3 separate regions of the Sus scrofa genome follow, and regions 2 and 3 are each linked to region 1. Evidence: chromatin contacts called from public Hi-C and HiChIP or PLAC-seq data. All regions are on one chromosome and are shown on one strand. Each heading gives the region's core, a stretch centred on a gene start, on an enhancer-like site or on the middle of the called end of the contact. The rest is flanking DNA. Distances are from core to core; before and after follow the strand shown. Region 1 holds the start of CELSR3 (cadherin EGF LAG seven-pass G-type receptor 3). Region 2 holds the start of NME6 (nucleoside diphosphate kinase 6). Region 3 holds the start of IMPDH2 (inosine-5'-monophosphate dehydrogenase 2).

Region 1 (2,709 bases), core at 63-2,562:
GCGGGGCGAACCGTGATCCTGGGCTGTCACGCGCAGGTAGTGTCGATCCATACTTTCGCGATCCAGAGCGGCCTCTGTGCGGATGAGGCCGCTCTGCGGGTCGATGCTGAACAGCTCCAGAGAGCGGCTGTTCATGAGCGCAGCCAGCGAGTAGACCAGGCGCCCGGCCTCGCCTGCGTCCGGGTCCTGCGCCACAACGCGTAGAACCGCTGTACCTGCTGCCTCATTCTCGGGCACTAGCGCCTGGTAGTTGTACTGCGGAAACTGCGGGTGGTGGTTCGCGGCGCGACGGGGGCGGACTCTGCCAGCTGAGGGTATTCTCCACGCTCCAGGCCCTGCCGGGACCCCAGGGGGGCGCGGCCCGGGGCGCTGCGGGAGGAAGCGGCGGCGGAAGAGACCTCGGGAGCGCATGCGCTCTGGCATTGGCTCGGGAGCTGTCCGGGACACGCGCGGTGCTGAACCGGACGCGAGAGCTGTCCTCCCCGTGCGAGGTGCTGAATCCAGCACGGGACTAGATCCCACAGCCCCAGGAGGGCGGTCCGGTCGGGATGTCGCGGTTCTCTCGCTCTGACCTCTGCGTCCCGGCGCCCACAATTCCCCACAGCAGCGCGTGGTTCCCACTTTTTTGAGGGCGCCTCTCCCAGTATTCCTCTGGGAGAATACCGGCTGGGAACCACGGGTCCGAACCAGAAAGTCCGAAGGGAAAGGAGAGCTGTTTTCCGGGCCCGGGACCCCTGGGGACAGAGCTTCTGGCGACAGGCTATCTCTTTGCAAGGGCCCTGTCCGCCTGCAAGAGGAGACCTCTGGGCGCCAGCATAACAGGGACCCTGGTCCTTGTCCAGTCTCCCGCCCGCGGCTGCCAACTGCCTGGACCCCGAATTCTGCTACCAGCCTCGGCTCCTCAGGGGGCCCTCGACCGTTTTGGGTGCTTTGCCTTCCCCCTTGGAGCCCCACGAAGACAGGTTCCTTGACTCCTAGGCCAGGCTTTCCATCCTCTCGGACCCCGGGAGGCTCGGGACAAAGAGCTAAGGCTCCGCCACCGATCCGCGCCCCTGGCCCCGTAGCGGCAGCTACCCCAGGGCCCCAGTCTTGGCCCCCGTCGCCCCCCAGCTCCTCCCGGCTAAGAGGGAACAAAGAGAGGAGGAGAAGGAACAGAAGTAGCGGGGTCATCGGCCCCCAGAGACCCCACCACGGCTGCCGCCTCGCCATCACCCCCGCTTCCCAACAAGGCCTCCGCCGTCTCCCGCCCGGGTCCAGGCCTTGGGCCCGCCTCACTGCTCTGGCCCCTACCCGGGCCCCTGCCGCCGCCCTGGTCTCCCGCCTCTCGGCTTGTCGTTCCGCGCCACCGCCACCCTCTGGGCACCATCTACTCCGCGGCCAGAGCCTCTTTGGCTTGCGGCGCCGGCTTTTGCCGCCCCCACCACAGCATCCCCGACGCTGCTGCCGCCTCCCGCCGCTCCAACATGGCTCCCGGCCCCTTCGATGGTTCGTTCCACCTCCGCCCCGAAGCCCCAAATCCGGTGGTACAGGCCGTCGCGCATGGCAGCTCTGGATAACGAAGTTGTTGCCGCCATCTTTATTGAGGGCGGAGTCTGAGTGCTGCCCACGGTGCTGAACCGCACGCAGAGATGCACAGCCCCTCGTTCTACTCTCTTCCTTGTAGACACCGCCCACACCCGTCTCCCTCCCTCCAAGGTGCTGTCCAAGCTCCGTCTTCTAGCTTCTGCTTGCGGATTTCTTGTCCCCCATTCAGGAGCACTAGTTCTGAACTCTGTCCCGGATTTTGGTATGAAAATTTGGTGCCCAGGACGTGCAGAGAGAGAGCGTTCTCAGGACTCTGGGGCGGGGATGATACCACGTGGAATCCTGCAGTTGGGGGGAGTGTGAGGGGGACGATAGTTGGACTGGGCCTAGGGTGCCAGCAGTCCGAACAATAGCCTTAGCTGTTCGATCAGCAAGTTTTAACTCATGAAACATACTGGCACCATCTGCTTGTTTGCAGCACCACAAAGGAGCAAAGTAGGAGCAGAGGCCAAACTTTCCTGCCTTGCTGGCCCGCAGCAGTTTTCCGGGCTGTAGGCTCTTGGAAGCTACACCTGCCTCTCCAGGTCCCTAGTCTGGAGCGCTCTGAAATGCCACGTGGAACACAGCATTGCTTTATGGCTGCTAACCTGGCTTCCTCGGGTCCCCGCCCCTCGCCCTCTATGACTGTGTCCCTTAACCCCTTGAAGAGACGAAAGCGAGCTAAATTCTGCCCGCGCTGTGCAAGTCTGGGCGCAGGTCGGGCCAGGCTAGCCAATGGACAGACGCGGTGCAATGTACGTCACAGAAGGCGAACGGCTGCAGAAGGAGGGGGTGAACGCAGAGCGTTCCAATCAGAAAGCCACTGTTTCTATTGGCACAATGGGTGGCTCCGCCCCCATGGCGAACTCATTGTCTGGGCGGGAAGAGACTCCCCGGGTTCCAGAATAGCCCAGAGATAATCCAGGAGGTTTATACCGACCAGCCTGAAAAGGCAGCAGCGACCATGGGTCGCGGCGACACGGGCGGAGAGAGCGGGCGTGCCTGGACGGGGGAGGGCTTTAGGGCTGGAGCCCAGAAGGCACCAAGGGGCGCGGCTCCTGCTTGGAATCAGCAGAAAACTCCTTGGCTAAGGCCTCTGGTCCGCCCCAAGCAGTACCTATGACATCACCACCAACCAATCATATG
Region 2 (2,700 bases), core at 40-2,539, 300 kb before region 1:
TATTGTATTGCATCCTCTCTTATATTTTATATCTGCCACAATTCTCCAACAGATTTTTAGTCTCTGTAGTGTAAGAGGCCATGGCATCTAGCTTTGCCTCCACACCATCTAGCACAGAACTGTGTTGTCAGTCTTCACAAGTGGCGCTCCAGCACCTGAAACAGAAGCAGTGCCCAGGGCACAGAGTAGAGGCTTAGGACTTGTTCTTACCTCTAGAATCAGTGGGTGAGCAACTGCATCAGGCTTTATCAGTGCCAGAGTGAGCTGGAGTGCCTGAGGGCTCCGCAAGATCGAAGTCATCTCCCTCCTGCCATGAAGAGAGCCAGATTGGAGACCCATCAGTGCTGCATTCCCCACCTTTCCCACTCTGGAGCCTTTAAGTCAACCAGGGCTCTCACTCCTAACTCATAAAGCAGATGACAGTTACTTAGTATTTAATTGCTCATTTGGGCTCATGAGATGGAGAGAAGGGAGTGGTAGGGGGACCATTCAAGTTGTGCAATTCATAATCTGGCTTGTGCAACTGTAAACCTAGGAAGGAGTTACCCATTCAGAAGTTCAAATTTAAACACTACCTGTCTCTGCCAGTACTCCCATCAGAGAATTTATAATTTACATTCCCAAACAGCCTTGCTACAAGGGTACAAAAACTGTTCCCACAGTATTTGTTAATTAATGAATCTGATCCACCTATTCCAAAGCCAGGGTGCTGGGAGCTATTCTGGGGAGGCAGTCCTAAGGCCAGCTAAATTATGCCTGTCCTGGCTCTTGGTTTACAGCAAATGCTGAAAGGTCGAGAAACTCGCTCAACTTAAACTCGCGCCATTAGACAATTACAAATTTTAGAAGCTGCCTGGGCGTTTGCCCCCACAAGGGTGCCTAGGTCTCTGCTTCCCGGAGGGCGCCAGCCACGCCCCTTGTCCTCCCAAGTGCCTCCGGAACCTGCAGCCCTTCTCCTCCCACCGACACCCGAGGCTCCGCCTTCCAATACCGCAGGCTCCCAGCCTCAGCTTTTGGCAGCGCCTCCTTCCCTCTCTGCTCCTCCGTTTCTCTAGGCCTGCAGCCACGCGAACCGGCCGAGGCCTAAGCCACCCCAGATTCTGGTCTATTCAGAGTTCCAGTCCAGCTGGAGTTCGGGTCCGAGTCACCTGGACCTCCCCGCGCGGCCACCAGGCACTGCGATAGCTGGCCTTGCCGACTAAGCGGGGTCCTTCAGGCGTTCGGCCGGGCAGCCCTCCGTGGGGTCCTTGCCGTGAGGACGCGAGCGCCCTTGGAGTGAGGTATGGCGATGTGCCAGCCAGTCTGGAAGGCCCTGCTGCGGCAAGGACCGCCCCCAGGTGGCCCAAGTGTCTCTACTGCACTTGCCCCGTACCGGATGAGGCAATGAAGTCGTCTCGGGCGGAAGCTGCTCTTCCTAGCTGTCTCGGGCGCCCTCCAGCGGGAGGAAGGGCCAGGGCCGCAGCCCTGAGCGGGGAGGTGGCACGGGGAGGACAGGATGGGCGTTCCAGAGTGGCGTTGCCCAACTCGCTCTCTGTTTTATTTTTAGTGTAAGGTAGTGCCTGGCGCATGGTTGGTGCCCAGTATTTGTCGGAAAAACATGGGTGGCAAAGAACTTGGTCGCCGGATCTCGAGGGCAAACTGCAGCCATTGGAAGTCTTGAGCACAGAGAGATACGTGGACGGGAAGGGCCATAGAATCCCAATATGGGGTTGGTGAGGGAGGATTCTTGACTGAAAGGATGTTCGCAGGTCTTGAGGGAAACTAGTCGTTAAGGCCTTTGAACATGTCGCTAAGGAATTTGAGATAGGATTGGAGTGGGGTTACCCTGGTGTTTGCTGAAGCAGTCCAGGGCGAGGAGGTGAGAAATAGAGGTGTTCATGGTGTATCGTCTAATGTATGGAAAGGGAACAGTGGCAGATTGAATAACGGTAGTAAATTTTGTTTCTTGGAGAGAAGCACTAAATTTGAGAAGAGTGAAAATAAGCGGTAAGTATTATCAATTAAAAAATGTTTAAGCCGACTTTGTGCCTGCATGTACAGGTGTTGCACTGTTGGAATGTTGGAAGGACGTTCTGTAGTTCTGCAGCTTCTTTCCACGGGTGTCTTTAGAAAAGTCCATGTCTTACCCTCTGGCTAGCGAAGAAGGCACGTGTCCATTTCTGCCCTCAGGGGATGAGAGTAAACTTACCGTGTCCCATTGACCAGACCGCTGGTTTTAGCTTTTTTCTCAGATACATAAGGTCCAACTTTGTTTCCTACTTTTATTTTCATTAACATACCTTTGGGATATAGGGATTTTGCCAATTTTTAGGCTGTGGTTATTATTTCACCTTTTCTGTGTGTCTCTCTTACAAACATTGTAGAAGGCTTTATCTCCATATTTTATAGTGGCTTTGACTATCCTCAAAAATAAGCCTGTATAATGAAAGTAATAGCAGATGTGATTTTAGGGGAAGACTCAATAAAAAACACCTTTTTTTTTTTCCCCCTAAACTTGGGCTCAGAACAGAAATAGAGGAATGGTGGGTAGGTGGAGACCAAACATCAGCTTAATTAATACTGATGGAGCTGTTGGAGAATGTCACTTAATGCATCTGCCTTCTAACTCTGCACTATCCAAGACCAATACCTAGTCTCTTATAAGCCTCTCTTAAAACAATAGAAAGAACAAAAAGAATCCATATAGTTGGCAGGACATAT
Region 3 (2,830 bases), core at 43-2,542, 310 kb after region 1:
TCCTTGCCCTTCTGACCTTCACTTTTCGCACTTCATTGGCCTGAAATTCTGGTGTACAGTTGTGGTGAATGAAGCCAATACCACCTGTAAGCTGTAGCAGATGCCAAAAGAAAATAGGGAAACAGGGACAAAGAAGAGTGGCATCACTGTATGCCTTTGACAAGAGATGGGACCCCTGCTTCTGCCCTCATATGTGACAATGCTCACCGCCATTGCTATGGCCATCCCAGCCTCTGTGACTGTGTCCATGGGTGAGGAAACCAGTGGGGTCTTCAGAGTGATCTTTTTAGTCAGAGCAGAGGTGAGGTCCTAAAGAAATAAGGCCAACTAATATGCAAAAGCACCTCATATACTTCAGGTCAGTGCCACGTTCCCCACAAAACAAGTGCCCTTTATGACCTGCATGCCAGTAAGACTCTTCCCTTCCATAGAATCCACCCCCAAACCCAAACTGGTGAGGTAGCCAAAGGGGACAGCAGCAGCATCTTACCTAAACTTTACACCCATCCAACTCCTGTCCATACTCACCACTTGGTCTGCTGTGAAGTCGATATACCCAGGGAGAATGAGAAAGTCACTAAAGGGGAGGGGAAATGGGAGTAAGGGTCAGGATTACAGCAGCCTGAAACACCATCCCCAATAGATCATCTCTTAAGGCATTTGAGCAGAGAGGACAATGAACTAGACCGAGTATCACAGGCAAGGCAGAAAAGAAGGTAGAGATGGAGACAAGGGACCTTTTCTGCCACCTAGCTGTCATCGGCGCCCCTGGAACCCTGACAACTCCATGTGCCCGGAGATTGGAATTTCTAGCCTGAAATGCCAAGCACTACCAAGATGCCTCCTCCATCCCGCCCGCTTCAAACGGAACCTCAGAGATGTGTGGTAATTTCCTGAACCTGTCTCCCACGCCTGAGTCCAAGTAGGCTCAAAGGAAGCCCCACCCGGCCTCCCAACCCAGCGCGCCGCCCCTCTCCTCGCCCAGGTGAGGCCGCTAAGCCCGCACTTGTACGTGAGGCCGTCCCCGCAGTTGAACAGCTGCTGAGCCGTGAGCCCGTCGTCCGGTACGTAGGACGTGCCCCCACTAATCAGGTAATCGGCCATGGTTAACGCGGGGGCTAAGCCGCGTGTCTCCGAGGACCGCGCCGCAGAGGCCTCTGCCTTCTGGGCCGCGCCAATATAAACCAGCCGAAATCGTCACTGCGCCCTGCGCGCCGCTGACGTCAGGACGCAGCACGCACAGGCGGAGCCCACACGCCTTTAGGGCGGAGCTGGCGGGAGGAAACGCAAGCGCAGAGCATGCTCTAGCTGCGTCGCCTGGTAGAGCTGTTCCCCTATCGCTACCCGCTCCCGCAAGACCTTGCCCCTTTAAATTAACAAGCAAGGCTTTGCTGCCACTGTCCCCCCAGCTTCCTCCCAAATAAAGAGACGTTGTTCACTAGCATGTTGAAAAGACGTGCTTGTCATTCTTAATAAACAACTAGATTAAGAATACATAAGAGAAACAGAGTGGTATCTTTATATGATACACAAGTGTATGTTACAAGAATTCCATCAGGCACAGGAGCCTCAGGTTTAAGGCCTCAATGTTAGGCCAAAAAAAAAAAACCAAAAAAAAAAAACCAAAAAAAAAAAAAAGGTAAAGTTTTTACTTTAACATCTAAAATGTCATTTGTCATAAAGAAGGGTGTAATAGAAATTGTCTTTAATAAATCATAATTGAAGTTCCCCTCATTTTCCTTCCATTAAGATGCTAGGTTTATGTCTGAGCATGAAGAAAGAAAAGGCCATGGCTCGCTCCCCTGTGGTCAGCAATGTCTGCCAGTCATAATGGAAGCCAGCTGGAGAGATCTCTCTGTAGGGTCCATCCATCATTAATTCCATCTTTCTGGAGGAAGGATAAGGGGCCACATTTCTCTTAACAGTCCAAGCCCTTTCCTCAGGCCCCAAACAAAAAAAGTCAGCCAGCAACTTTCTAGAACATCTGGCTCTCAGGAAACCCAGAGCCCCCATGGGCTGAGGAGTCTGCCACAGCAGGTTTATGAAGATGCACGGGGGCAAAGTTTCCTTTTACATTTTAAACAGAAGCAGTCTGAAAGGCTTCATAACTACACCAATAAAAAAGAAAAGAAAAAAATGGAGGCCTCTTCTTTAGTGTGAAAGTCTGTCCGTTTTTTCCTGGATCGTCTCCCTTGAACCACGGCTGAGGGATCTCAGTGCATGGTGCTTGCATTAGCCACTGCTATGGCCTCCTGAATTTCTCGTATCACCAGGATTCGAGTCAGCATCTGTCCCATCTGCTCTCTGCTGATAGGCTGGACCGAGTACCAGATTGGGCTGTTGGGAGCCACCACCGGCTCTGGCGTCAGGTAAAAGGTGTCATTCCGGCCTTTCACACTCTGAGGGCTGAAGGATATATGGGTGAAAGCTGGGTGAAACCACCATAATCTCAACCCTCCCACCTTGAACCTCCTAGACAAATGCTCTCCAAAAGATAGGAAGTTCTGGAAGGTAGTCACACAGTTCCTCAATTCCATGCAGCCAACACACACTACCTCTAGGACATCCCTTTGGAGTTACTGCAAATGCCACTGACAGGGTGCCTACCTTCTGCTCCTCCCTCACATGCTGCCAGGTGTGATTCTTCTGACTTGGACTCCCAGGGTTCATCTACTTGAGTCCATCCAATCTCACTAGAAACCAACTTCACCACTCAGAAGGTCTGTCTTCAAGAAAACAGCTTATGCTGTTTCCTCTACCTCATCCATTGATAATTTCTCAATTTCCCCAGAGGGACTCTGACTTCTCAGCTTCACTGTGATGCTGGGGG

Evidence for each region. A called contact is a pair of places that touch in the nucleus more often than the background predicts. HiChIP or PLAC-seq counts read pairs in DNA pulled down with a chosen protein or histone mark.
Region 2: a contact with region 1 is called in an H3K27ac HiChIP or PLAC-seq map of alveolar macrophages. The contact joins the promoter of NME6 here to the promoter of CELSR3 in region 1. A contact is called at or near these places in 2 of 5 promoter capture datasets (fetal liver and fetal skeletal muscle) and 1 of 2 datasets of contacts at active chromatin or transcription factors (alveolar macrophages).
Region 3: a contact with region 1 is called in a Hi-C map of embryonic fibroblasts, with 4 times the contacts expected there. The contact joins the promoter of IMPDH2 here to the promoter of CELSR3 in region 1. A contact is called at or near these places in 1 of 47 Hi-C or Micro-C datasets (embryonic fibroblasts) and 1 of 2 datasets of contacts at active chromatin or transcription factors (alveolar macrophages).

Annotation. Positions count from the first base shown.
Region 1 is chr13:31,356,062-31,358,770 of Sscrofa11.1, forward strand. CELSR3 (cadherin EGF LAG seven-pass G-type receptor 3) reads right to left here and starts at 1,313. Exons shown (of 36, transcript XM_021070639.1): 1 at 1-1,313. The coding sequence starts at 1,209.
Region 2 is chr13:31,051,996-31,054,695 of Sscrofa11.1, forward strand. NME6 (nucleoside diphosphate kinase 6) reads right to left here and starts at 1,290. Exons shown (of 6, transcript XM_003132178.4): 1 at 1,149-1,290; 2 at 211-307. The coding sequence starts at 300. It overlaps LOC102162605 (a long non-coding RNA gene), which reads left to right and starts at 1,430. Exons shown (of 4, transcript XR_002337946.1): 1 at 1,430-1,986.
Region 3 is chr13:31,662,368-31,665,197 of Sscrofa11.1, forward strand. It overlaps IMPDH2 (inosine-5'-monophosphate dehydrogenase 2), which reads right to left and starts at 1,293. Exons shown (of 15, transcript XM_005669533.3): 1 at 1,007-1,293; 2 at 529-577; 3 at 208-309; 4 at 17-91. The coding sequence starts at 1,104. QRICH1 (glutamine-rich protein 1) reads right to left here. Exons shown (of 10, transcript XR_002337951.1): 10 at 1,445-2,406.